2 separate regions of the Anas platyrhynchos genome follow, and region 1 is linked to region 2. Evidence: chromatin contacts called from public Hi-C data. All regions are on one chromosome and are shown on one strand. The core of a region is the stretch at or near the end of the contact, and the rest is flanking DNA. Distances in the headings are between cores, read along the strand shown. Region 1 overlaps FAM98A (family with sequence similarity 98 member A). Region 2 overlaps LTBP1 (latent transforming growth factor beta binding protein 1).

Region 1 (6,542 bases), core at 130-2,629, 250 kb before region 2:
CCACCCCATAATCATTGTTCAGTTATATGATCTAAAACCAGACTACTGCTTTTGGCTTGCTGGCCTGTTGTGCGTGTAACTTTGACTACAATATGAGAGCCCACACAGCAGATTCTACCTAACAACCAGGTTTGTTGTCTGTTATATGAGCTCTGCTGTAGATGCCATGTTTAGTAGCCTTATCTCTTCCACTAAGCAAAGTTTTTTCCCACCTGCTCAACTCCGAAGACTGACCGCCGCCAAAATCTGCAAAGATCATTTAAAACTAAGCTAAATTGTGAACTGATAGTGTGTGTAGGCCTGTAGTTAGGTGTAGCAATTCAAACTGACCTGCATCCATCCAAAACAAGTTGCTCCTCCTCCAAACCTAATTTTTACTTGAAATCAGCTAGAAAAAATGACAAACTGAAATTTATTATTTTTTTTGCAAGTTATTACCACTGGCTCAGCAAATCTAGGGCAATTTGTTTTGGGGGTTGTCTTTTTAAAGAAATGCACTACGGCCTGGGAAGATTAGTTCCTGCCTGGAGGAAGCCCTTTTATTATTGCTGCAGAAAACAAAGCCTGGCTGAGTTTGATGTTCTAACATTTTTTTTTCTTTACTGAAAGCCACATAATGCTTCTTGCTGGGTTTTTTTGTGTACATAAACATTGTCAAGCTGTGAAAGAAAATGGCTGAAGGTGTGCTGTTGTATAAAAGGTGAGCAATAAAAGTATCTGTATGTTCCTTTTTGCTTTAGTTTCTTTTCCTTCTTGGTGATGAATAAAGCAGTTGCTGCAGTAGCTGGGAACTATAGGATTTTCTGGCTGCTTCATCTATTTTGTTTTAATCTCTTTTATATGTTCTAATTGTCCCAGAAGTACTGTGCATTCTGCCTCCTTAAAAGCTGTCAGAGCTGGAGCAGATGGAAGGAATGGGTTTTGTTGCTTTTGGTGTGTTCTGTTGCACCCCTCTGATTTGGTGTAGCAGCACAGTCCATCTCTGGGGTCTTTGTATGAAGTTACTCTTAAGCTGCCTCAGCATCAGTCTCCTGGTCATGCTCCTTCATGTCCTGTGAATATGATATATTTTGGGGACTCTCTTGATGCTGTCCCAGCCTGTGGGAAATGTAGGTTCTTGCTTTCACAGCTGTAGTAGGGACTGTGCTGATAGCAGAGTGGCTGGGCTGTGTAAAGTACCCCAGGGGCTGAATTCAGATTGACGCAGGTAAAAGTAATCCAAGGATTGCAGAAATAACATTACATTTGAGAGAATCTATGTAACGCTGTTTTTGTCGTAATTCAAACTTATCACGTAAATAAGCTGATAAAACATTGTTTAGACTCTATCTCCCTGTATTTCATTATGTGATCCATCTGAAAATCTCCTGCTTAATTTGTTCGGGCCACTAGGTGCTGCTAGCGATTCACAAGCTAGAACTGAAGTGCCTTTCCATGAAAGGCACTTGAGAATCTCAGATAATGTCTGTTATAGTGTTTTGTTTTTTGTTTGCTTGTTTGTTTGTTTTAGTGCTTCAAACAGATTTTGACAAGCCTGACAAGGAAGAAGTTTTCCATGTTGAATCTAGGTCTTTGGGGGTCACCCAGATAAAGCTGTCTCAGCATAATATGGTTCAAATCACAAAGCATTCATCTAAAGATGGATGTTACTGCATCGCAAAGGTATTGATGGGTTCTTGTATCAGGGTGCTCCAGGAAAGGATCTACCTTGTGAGAGGGCAATACTTGCCTGCTTGCCTCAGTGGGTTTTACTGGCTTTTTATTTATTTATTTTTTTATTAAGATTCTTTCAACTGGGATGGTCCTGGACTGATAAAGGTGGATTGGCAGAGGTAGAGAGCCTCTGTCTGGGAATGTAAATAGTGTCAAGCTGACAGCTTCTGCTTTTCCTCACGCTGCTCCTCGTGGTAAAGAGGCTGGTGGTGTCTGTCAGTGCATTTTGAGTGCTGCAAACCCATCCCTAATGAGAGAGAACCTAGGAGGCTCTTTAGAGAGCCTCTGGTTTAGTTGCAAAAGCACCTTCAGAGAGTTTTCTGTGCTCGAGTTGCCAGTTTCTCTGCGAGGCTTTGACTTTTGCTGCAGTGGATATTCTCAACTGTGCATGCTGAGGTGGCATGGTAAAAAGCTAATGGTGGGGTTGGGGGAGAAAAGAGATTCCCCCTGTTTTAGTAGCTTTTTCTCCTCAAAATATGCAGCTTCTCCTCCCTCTTCCATTATTTAGGGTCTGCTGACCCCAGTTTTTATTGCTGTTTGAGGGGGGACTTTTTGAAGGAGAAGAAAAGTCAAAACAGGAGGCTTTACAGGAAAGAAAACACTTTGCTTCTGCCAGCTGTTGTTGTTTTCCTTACTCTGTTTCCTCCTAGTGTGCTGTGACTTCTTTGTTTTTCAGAGAAAACAAGCTTTGTATATGTGTAGAGAGCAGCCTTTATTAATCAAAGCAAACAGCCACTGCTTTGTTATTGTCTGTATGATGCCCTGATACTTTGATACTGTTTTGCAAACAAGATTCCTGCTGGGCCGAAAGGAATCTTGTAACTGGAAACTGGGAGAGCAGAGATGGGTTGTGGAGATTATTAGGTTTGTGGTGGATTGAATGTATGTGCTGGATTTGATTTTACACCATGATGGAAAGCAGAACTCCAGGAGATCAAGAAGGCAACTAAGTAAGCAGGCATTTATACAATGAAACAGCGTTCTTCATTTAAACCCTGGTTGTTCTTGCCACTCTCTCTTCTACAAGCTTTGGGCATCTTGTTCTGCTTTTCCCTTAGTGTCTTTCTCTCCAGCACCTTGTGTCTCCTCTAGCTTGATTTGCATTGCTTTTCCATCCTGTCTCTTGAGAGAGTTATCCTAAGAGTTGTCGCTGTGCAGGAAAATGCATCCTGTTTCTCATAGGCTTGAAAACATGTTTGCTTCCTGTATCAGGCATGTCGGTCCATGACTTAAAATACCGTGCTCTGTCTGCACTGTAGTCACAGTTGGATTCTCAGGAACAGATAAGCATTTACTTTTTATTCCTTACTGTGTGCAAACCAGTAATGCAGCAAGGGAAAAGGGCATCAAGCTGAGCTTTCACCATGCATCGCTCGCCTCGGGAAGCCTTTTTGCTTATAGCTGTTCCCTGGCTGGTTTATCTTTAGGATTGGTGTTGGCTGGTAATCCTTAGCTCACTTTTCTAGTCAAACCCCTGAAGCGTGCCCTTCACAGTGCTGTGCCACTCCAGGTGGTGGCCCCAAGAGGGGCTCCTCTATCCACAGGTTGGATTTCTCAGCCAGGGTGTGCAGGAAACCTGTTCTAACGTGGTGAGGGCTTCAACTGTGTCTCCTTTAAAATGCTCTTTGTATCTGAGTGCCTCAAACACTGGGCTCTACGTCAACCAACCTCTGGCCTAATAAGAAACCAGACACTCTTGCTTTATTAGCCTTCTAGTGTACCCTTAGGTTAGAATCACATCAGCGCTGCAGAGAGTAGTATGTGACATGAATATGAAGCGTTTCTCCTGTGTAGGCTCTCAAAATACTAATGAATTTGTTTGTTTCGGGTTGTTTTTTTTTGACAGGGACACAAACTGAAAACGCAAGCGCTCTTGCCAGCTGTAAACATTGCTTTCTTCCCTTGGCTGAAATAAGTAGCACATCTAATGACTAAACAAACAAGGTTAGAAGGGAAAAACTATTTTTTTTTCTCCCATGTTTACTCTATGATTTTTACAGCTCCGAGTGCTGTCAGTGTCATTGTTTCCCCTTTATTGTCCAGTGATTTCCCCTCTTGTCCACGTGGGTCTTTCCCACAACAGAGGAGAGAAAAACAAGTACAAAAAGTAGGAAAACACTATTGTAAAACCAAAGAAAGAGAGAGTCTGCCTGTGCTGTGGGCAGGTGGAAGGTCACAACTCGTTTTCACACATGAAGCAGAGATGAAGGTGATAAGGACTCTTTAAACTTTCCGGCATTGGCTTAACTCATGGAAAAAGCAGACTCTTTGGCTAAATTTCATAGTGCCCCAGCAGTAGCCTTTTGCTGATGGTTTTCCAGTCTCTTAGGACTGGATTGTCAGCAGCTGTAAACAGCAGTTTGGAGTTCAGCACAGATTTTCCAATGAGCTTAGCCTGAGAGAGAGATGTTGGCTGCACCGCTTTTTTGAGAATCTAGTTCAGCCTGCTGATAACTCAAAAACTTGTTCCAAAGTTACATCTATTCCTCCAGTGTCCCCGTGTGGGCCAACTCTATCAAGACTCTCTCGAGAAGTACTTGGAGCTGTTTTTCGTGCTGTACAGATGCCCATCAGTTAGGCTGATGCTGAGTGAAGCAAACCTTGGTTATTTTTTCTTGTCTGTGATGATCACAGAACAACAAGCCCTTGTTTCTCCTCCTCTTCGTCTCCTTGAAGTCTGCATTCAGATCTTTCTTCCTTCCTTCCTTCCTTCCCTTTCTGCTGGGTCTCTGTTGGGGTCCCTTCCAGTCCTGGTGTCACGTAGAGGGAGAGCTCTCTTAGCATGCCTCTTCCCACGCTTAGTCCCCATCTGTCTGGTGTTTACTGTGGTGTTTTTCTTCCCTGTCTCCAGGATCCTTCACGTGAAGTTATTTCCTACAGAGAGGCTCAAAACTTCTGGCGCTTGGGTCCCAAGCTGCAAGGATCCTTGTCTGGGTGCTCAGGCTGCCTCAAGCAGGTGTCCAAGAGCCCTGTGGGAAAGCCTTGGGGGCTATGTCAGGCTCTGCTTTCACTTTGGCTTCCACAGAGGAATCCCTGAGCAACAGACCATGGGGATGGCTGCAGCCAGCCCACTCCAGTTCAGAAAACATAAAATTTTAGGCAGCAGCTGCCCCTAACCTTGCTCTGCAGCCTAGCTTATCTTCTCGGGTGTTCACTTGGCTACTTGCATAGTGCTCAGAGCTGCTCGGTAAATCTTGTGGCAAAGCTGCAGCTCACTTACTTGTAACACGAGGCTTTGTGTAGGGTTTGTGGAAGCACAGAAAGTGCTGGTGGGTCTGGCTTGCACAGCCCTGCCATCTCTTACAGGGTCTGCCCAAGCATTGCATTTGTCACCTACTGTCATTGCTTCTATTCTTTGGCATTTGCAGATAAGGCTGTAAATAAGACTTGGCATGTAAATAAGGTTTGGCATAATCTTTCTTCTTTCTGCTCTTTCAAAGCACAAAAATGCCCCTTTTTTCCCACTCAGATTCCTAAAGATCCAGAGGAAGGAGGAACAGTAGAAGCACCCAGCATCATCTGGGATTGTTTCTCACTGTGGCTACTTCATTAATCCAATAATCCATGACCCTCTTGCACCTTTTCCTGAATGCTCTCCTGGAATTGCTCTACAAGCAGGCAGGATTTCACCAAGGCCAGCAGAGGTGTATAGCTCAGCTGGGATCTGTGATGTCTGGTAGGTTTTGCCTTCTGTGAAGTCAGAAAAGACAAACAAGAAATTCTTTGTTGCTTTACTCAGACTGGGGATCTAAGCTTGTTTTTGTGAGCTGAGGAAAAGGCTTGTCCCTGTTCAGAGAAAGGCATCAAATATGAAGTAAGGAGAGAAAAGGATTTTGGAGGAAGCCTGAATACATAAAATAAAAAAATAAGGAGCTCATCTTACACTGACTTCTTAAAGTGATTGGCCCTGCCCTGCCACCTCTCTACACTCTGTCACTTGCTGTCAAACAAAGATCAGTGTTCTTCTGCAAACAGCCTGCTAATGATTTTTTTTTTGAGTTATTACATCATCTATGATGAGCCTGTTCCTTTTTGGTGGGTGGCTGCACTTTGACCCAGTATCTTTTTCTTGGATTTTCCAGTGGCAGTGAACACTTACTGCCTGCACTGCTCTCATCGCTCCCCTTCCTAGGATGCCTAAAGCAAAGGGTTTCCAGCAGGAGCAGCTCTTTGAAACTCAACTAGTGTGGGCCCTTCTTGGACATGGTGATAATTTGCTTTGAAAGATCAGCTGGGTGTGCACAGTCTATGCTTGATCTACAACTTAACTCTAGCCACTGCTGAGGTAAGCACGTAGCTGCCCAAAGCTGCCAGGCTTTCAGGAGATGCATTGATGAGATTTCCGCAGTGGGTTGAAGCTGAAGCAGTCTACTTGCTAGCAGAAATGGTCCTTCAGAAAGCAGGAGATGCTTCTGTAGAAGGCAGCACTTTTCTCTTAAATGGGATTCCATCTCTTGATGATGGTGTATGGGGACAAGACCACATACGTTCAAAGAAAAGAACACAGCACCTCGCCTTTTAAATAACTTAGACAAAAATCTGTAAATATCCTGGGGAATAGGTAAGGGTTGTGTGCTAGGAACATTCTTTTCTGACAAAGAAATGCAGGTAGGTATGGTTTGTGGGCCTGACAGAAGTAGGAGAGCAGGCAGCTTTCAGAGCGAGAGCTGCAACTGATTTTTCGAAAGCCTGTGAGAAATAGCCTGAGCACCAGCCCCAGCACTGGTTAAAAATCTTGCACGATGTTAAGAATGAAGTTACACACGAACACCTCATTTATAAAGCGTTAAAAGGCTTATCTCAACAGATCCGTCAGCAGCCTGGAGCGT
Region 2 (6,831 bases), core at 2,731-5,230:
GCAAAACTCGGCAATGAATGGGAAAAAATACTAAGTTTATATACCTTTTTCCTTATACAAACTCATTCTCTTCAGTCTCTATGTGGTTACATATCTTTCCAATCTTACTTCCAGAAGCACATCAAAAGGCAATCCAATCTACCAATTCACTGGATTTCTAAATAGTCCATCAAAAAAATGATAGATACAGCCCTCCAGTGTACAACAGAAGAAAAACATTTCAGGATGCAAAACATTCCCTGCAGCAAAAAGTCTCTGGAACAGTGAAAGAGGAGATGAGGGGAGACTGACTCCTTGTTAAGGACCTGCATGTGTGCAACAGCTGGAATTCCCAAACAGGCATTATATGATGCAAAAAAGCAAAATGATGCTAAAAAAAAAGCAATATGATGCTAAAAGCAAAAGCTGTTCAAAGCAATAAGGAGGCACAGCTGGGACTGCGATCAGCAGTTGTCCTCCACTTTAGAGCTTCAAGGTTCTAGTCCAGGAAGCAAGAGAGACACTTGAGCTTTTGCTGCAGTAATAGATTATCACAATATAAGTAAAAAGTGCACACATGCTGAGCCTCACAGTAATAATTAATTTGCCAGTAGCATCAATTCTACAACCATCCTCAACCACCACACAGAATCCAGAACAGAATCCATATCAAAGAGGTCATTAAGATCATTCATCAGTTCATCAGTTGTACAGTTTGTACCTCTGATTGATACTTTTTTCAGAAGCATGTACAGGCTATAAAACATTAAAATAGTCTAATAAAAGAGCTCTCCCAGTATAAAACCCATACAAAGAAAGGTAGGTAATTAAACTTTTTACTTCCCAGATCTGTCACACTCTTAGAAGTACTTATAGGGATTCTGGATACTGCTGTCCAGAGGTAATCACTGAAGATTATTACAAAGGCAACAAATTTGTCTTACGTATTTGTCTTATACCCTAAAGTTTGAAACTTTTTGCTAACAGAATGAAAAACCAAGGAGCCATCGATGTAGACTGTTTGTTTCACTGTGTGGCTCTAAGTGGTGTAAACAATATTTGTCAGGAATGGGAATGGAGGAAGCTCTCCAGAAGAGACAGACTTCATTTCACATTTAATAAGTTGATGGCTTATCGTAGTCTAAGAATATCATAGTGGAATTTTTAAATTGAATAATGGGAAAGAAAGTATACAGCTGTGAACAGTCATACTTTTAGTGAAGTCAGTGTAGCCAAAGAAGAAAGCAAAAGTTGGTAACAGTCAAACAGGTAACAGTGAAAAAGAGTTAGAATAAGCAGTATGTTTTAAACAGGTATAGAGCAGGCAACCAAACCATTAGCACCGATGCTTCTGCATGAAACAGCACAAGTTCAAGACAGTGAGTGGTCAAGACTGACCAGCATTATATAGGCATATTAGGAAGGAAGTATCACTACCTAGGAAAACAAATAGGGGGATTGGGAAAAATCAGTGGAAGCTGTAAGACTGATGTTACCTATCAAGGAGTAGCCTTCCAGAACAGGTCAGCAAATAAAAAACATCCATCACTAACGGAGCATCTCTGTAGACTGTAGTTTCCCATGGAGGAAACACAGCAAGCAGCTGCTAATACAGTCTTCATAAGACAGCAACAGTTATCCTATCACTGAAGCTATAAAGACAGGAAGTGATAATATGAAATTCCAGTTACAGCCAAGCAAAAGCACAAAAACTGGATTTTTAGATGGGATTAACATCTTCATGGATCACCTAGTCAGGAACCGAGAAGAGAGCAAAACCTTGGTTTAGCCAAATTTGTGTAAAGAATCCAATTCAAATGTTACCAATGAAGAGATGCTGCAAGAGTGAGCAAAATTTGCTTACAGTTAACATTGCTGAAGGGGGAACAAAAGGCAAAAGATTCACTACAGCAGTTCAGAGTTTCAGAAAAGAAGAATGAATATAAAATGGAAGCTAATTAAGAAAAAAATCAATGAGCTGAAAGCCTGCCCAAAAGTCTTTCAACCCAATAGCTATGTATTAAAGGAACACGCAGAGAAAAGGCCAGAGAAGAAAATCTCAATTCTTCCCATCTGTGTTCATCATAAAGAAGCTTAGAAAGGATCCTATGCCTTTCTTTATGAGGGATTCTCACAATCCAATTCAAATCACAGCACAGAGCTGGTCATGGAACAGTCAATCAACACCAAGAGGTCATTAAACCTGAAAATTTTCACCCCAAACTTCTCAAATTTAAGCCAAATTCTACCCATCTACTAATGCTGTACTCAGGCACAACAGAAGCCAATAGTTCTCTATTGTATATACATTGAATACAGTAACTTTCGTCCACTGTATAAAAAAGCATCTGACAGGGTTTTATTTGCCTTACTGTTGGTGTGGGACATGTTTTTAAACACTGTTCGTCACAACCCATGCACAATGCCTGGAGAGGCAAATCAAACACAGTGAGCTCTTCAAGACTGATGCCAATCTTGATTCAAGCTGTTTTCTCTCTCCTTGTAATGAAGACTGACTCTGTTGGCTTCCTAACTCAGCTGAAACATGGCTGAACAACAAGGCAGGGGCTGGAGGATGCCCCTTAACCCATTCAGTTGATCCTTCCATCCCACTGAAGTCAGTATCAGTAGAGGAGAGCTCAAGAGCCAGACAACAATTTCCTCGATATTACACTAGGACTGACCAGCCATTTTTTGCACTGAAGTTCTCCTCAGGCAGGTGGTGGCATGAAGCCACGTGAAGCCATAAACCAACTAGCTATTGCCATCACACACGTTAACCTCCTACTACAGATAAGCCTCAATATTAAGGCTGGTTTGGGATCCCAGTCACCCCCTATAATTTAAGCTTCTGCATCAAAATGAGATTCTCTTTCTGAGAACTCTTTCCCTATTAAAGATTGCAATGAAAACATTGAACATCCTCTAACACCTGTTTGTAAGACCTTCACATCATTAGATGATTGCTCAAGTCTGGATAAAACAATGTGTTCCCTCACCAATAGGCTGCACCATCTCAAGATCAGTAATGATCCAAACTGTATGACCATGCAACTCAAACTCATTAATGTCTTGTGTGGTGGTGGCGATACTTGATCCTTTCAAAATCCCTTCCAAGATGTTTGTTTTTCTGTTGGATAGCGATTGAAATTTTTCTGTCTGAAAGCTTACATATGTTGTTGAGTTCAGCAGAGACTCCTTTTGATGGACTGGAACTAGAAAGCATCTGGCCACGTGATGTACTCTGCACATGCAGTGAGTGACCTTTCAGCAGTATGTTGGCCTCTATTCACCAGAAAAACAATAAGATATCCTTGAAGGAATTTTCAAAAGGATAAAGGTGTGGTAAAAATCACAAATGTTCAGACCTAAAAGGTCTTGTAAACAAGCCAAAGCAAGACTGGACTTTGTCCACCAAAACACCCGAAGGCTTCCCTCAAAACAGTTTGTACACTCCTACCACTGTGAGCTAAACAAACCTATCAAATGGCTAGTCTAGAAAATTCACATCTGTTTACCTTTCACACTTAGGGAAGGTTATGGTCCACTACTCTGCTTCAGACCTTGGTCCGTTACAGTCTAACTGGCCGCAGGAATACTCAGTCCAGCACAGATAACTACAAATTACTCACCAGCTTACAGACTCACCCCAGGCCTACAACCACTAAAGGCAATTAGCTGAAGCACACAGAGAATCTACTTCATTGGAGTAAGGTTCTCTAATTCAGGAAGCTGAAAAAGAGACCCCGTGTCTTTATGCTGCAGTGGTGAGAAAGCCAAAAAGGTCTGAGGATCACAATAGGAACTTGCAAAGTTACCTTCATAAGTATTCTCACTCCTTGTGGCCAGGAGCATTGAAATCCATGCCAATGCAGCTCAAAAAAGACACCAGGACTCAGACTGATATCACCGTCATCACAAAATCATCTCCATGCTCTCTGCCAACACAAATGATCCCAGTCCTGGTGGTAACCAGCTATCCCAGCTAAACAGTGACTTCAGCTCCTGCAGCCCGATGACTGCATTCCCCTAGAATGATGAATGGAGGTGCTCTTGAGGGCTGACTCAGTGCCTGGCAGTGGAAAGAGATGAGTAACTACCTTTGAACCAGTTTTTGTTCTAGCACACATACATCAATAGCACTGCCAAAGACTACAAAAGTGAAAATAGCTGCAGTATCAGAATGGTCTCAGAAGACTTTCTTTCAACTTTGGTTGATGCCAGAGATGCCTGACGTATGCCTAGGGCTGCTGCAGCAAATAAAATCAATTATGCCTTCATCTAACTGCTCAGCTCCACCTTACTACTCCTCAAATGCTTCTGATCTTCATCAGAACACATGAGGACACAAAGCCTCTCAGTGAAAGTGTAAACTCATACGGAGCCTCTATTTACATAAGGAGACCCCTGTGTGGAATGCCCTGACATATTAAGAAAAATGTAAACTACTGTTTTGTAATTTCTAGCGTGACATAATTAACCATCTATATTACTGTATTTAAGTTTGATATCAAGAAGATCCAAGACAGATGGTTTTTCTTAGAAGAATGATTATGTGCAGCAAATATAGAAGAAGAATGAGAGGGATATCACTTTTTTTTTTTTTAATCCAGAATAAACTTTTAAAAAACTTCAATAGCAAAGCACTAAGAACTCCAACTCACCCACAGTGGGAAAATTCATCAATAATTAACTTGTCTAATAGGTAAAGGTCTTTTCTGGAGAGCAGCACAGGATGTCTTAGCTGGACAACAGCTGTGAGAAGCTACACAAGAAGAAAGGTGCTGTGCCCCCGTATCCTTGGTACAGACAGACAGCTGGCTGCTGATCCATGGGATGTCAGGTGATAGGCTCTAGGCAAGAAGTCTAAGCAGAGATGTGATATTAACAGCAACCCACAACAGAAAGTACCTAAGGAGAAGCATTGAGCATTTCCTCTTCTGCACACCCTCAGTTTTAGCCAGCCGCTTTGCTGCTGCTTTACTGCCCCCAAGCCTAACCCCACACATTAGCAGTGCAGGCTGAGGACAGCTGCACCAGCCCAACAATTCACGGAGGGGGGACAGACATCACACACCAGGAAAAAGGCAAACTAAATTTTCTGTTCATTTTCCTTCTCAGTTATTACTCGCAGAAATAGAAGTATAAGCCCCCTTTGGGTAACTCATTTATTTAAAAGAAGGTGTCCTCTCTAGCTGCAATGTGTTCTGCAATAAAAGTAGAACAGGAAAAGCATTCAAAGCAAATAATTTGGGGTTGACTGTGACTGCATCTCATTTGTTTTTAATTTTGGTATTAGTAATCTTTCTACTGAAGCCATAAGAGAATACAATAGAGCTCACGTATTGATTTGTGTCCATCTGCCATTTGAAGAAAAGAGGATTCACTTGAGCATTCAGTAGAAAGACAATTATACACAATGAACAACATAGATGGTTCAAAAAATGTGCTGCCAATAAATGACATATTCCAGTGAATTCAAACCACCCTTCTCAAAATTCTGGCATTCCGCAACACGAAAATAAACTCCAAGTAGAAGGAAAAGCAAAGCTTGCCACCTACTGCCCAACAACATAATAGTATGTACTAGTATTGTCTATCCTTCCTTTTAACAGACTTTGCTTTTGAAACTCATTTCTGACACAACATGTACAGCATTCCATCTTCCTTCATCTTTTTAATAACAGAAAACACCCGAAGGATTTTGTTTTAACTGTTTTTAAGCTGTTTATGAAATCCTTTAAAAGTCTGAAGCATCTTTTATCATAGCACCCAAACTGAAAGAGAATTCCTTTTAATATCATTCTGTGGTGGTATGGGCTCTAACGAACACTGTCCTCTGCTGGACGGTAGGTTTTCTGTTTAGAGCATACTTCAAATAGAAAATATACATATATTACAACAGACAAAACTTGTAAGAAAATATTTTTTCTGTACACACCTATAGAGGAAATTTATTTTAGCTATTTTGCAGCAGTAAGAGAAGAGGGCTGTAACGAAGACTGCTTTATTCAAAGTATTTCCTTCAACCTGCAAGCTCAATGTATCAACTGAAGAAGTGGGTCTCTTTTTGTTCACAAGCAGGGAAATTAAGTAATGTCAATGCTTTGGTGAACTACTGGCCTGCAGTTATTTGTATGTAGTATTTTAGGAGAACGGTGTTTTCTGAATAGCAATAGGTCCTCTGCTTAACATAGGCAGCTACTTAAAGTCAAGCAGTTGCAATTCAATTGCTTACAGAACTTCTGAGCACACTAGAAAACACATCTTCACATACAGTGATGTGGACAAGACGCTTCAAATTAACCACCAGTCTACCCTCCGGTACTCCAACACCTTTCTCATTAAAACCCTATGAGATAATTGAGGAAAATTGCTAGAGTGGGCAATCAACAAGGATTTACTGCAGACCTCCCTCTAGCAGAATGCTGGCTGGTAAAATTCAATGTTTGAACAGTAACAGTAAGAGAAATTTCCACTTTCTCCAACTGCCTAGCTTTCCTTGTAGTCTGCATTCGTGTCCTGAATACAGTCACACACACAAAAAAAATCTCTCATTATATACTGATGAGCAGTAACCTTCAAAATTCAACATAAGACGATGTGAGCAATAAACCTCCGTGGCAGTGGTCACATTAACAACTGATTACACACTGAACTGAACCCAACAGCTTTGGATTCCTGAGAGGAATTGATCGAAGTACAAGGATGTATGTCATACCAAACCTTCTTGGAGCTTAGGTAAAATAGAAACTGCTTTTCAGTAGGAAAATGCATGGCTCACAGTGAAGAAAAATATTCAGACCTAGCAATGAAGAAGAGAGTGAGTTTATTAGAGATGAAGTATACATC

What was found. Hi-C and Micro-C count contacts between places; a contact is called where the count stands out from the background.
Region 1: a Hi-C map of subcutaneous adipose tissue shows a contact between it and region 2, with 3 times the contacts expected there. The contact joins two enhancer-like sites. A contact is called at or near these places in 3 of 8 Hi-C or Micro-C datasets (F1 follicle, skeletal muscle and subcutaneous adipose tissue).

Annotation. Positions count from the first base shown.
Region 1 is chr3:34,676,473-34,683,014 of IASCAAS_PekinDuck_T2T, reverse strand. It overlaps FAM98A (family with sequence similarity 98 member A), which reads left to right. Exons shown (of 9, transcript XM_027453937.3): 9 at 1-727. Among named protein-coding and RNA genes, the nearest start is that of FAM98A, 19 kb to the left of the region's middle. Within about 2 kb of position 1,379, at least 2 of the 8 cell types and tissues checked have an H3K27ac peak or open chromatin away from gene starts, as enhancers often do. A contact at or near this core is called in subcutaneous adipose tissue, where this site is marked.
Region 2 is chr3:34,430,265-34,437,095 of IASCAAS_PekinDuck_T2T, reverse strand. All of the region lies in intron 3 of LTBP1 (latent transforming growth factor beta binding protein 1), which reads right to left. Among named protein-coding and RNA genes, the nearest start is that of LTBP1, 28 kb to the right of the region's middle. Within about 2 kb of position 3,980, at least 3 of the 8 cell types and tissues checked have an H3K27ac peak or open chromatin away from gene starts, as enhancers often do. A contact at or near this core is called in subcutaneous adipose tissue, where this site is marked.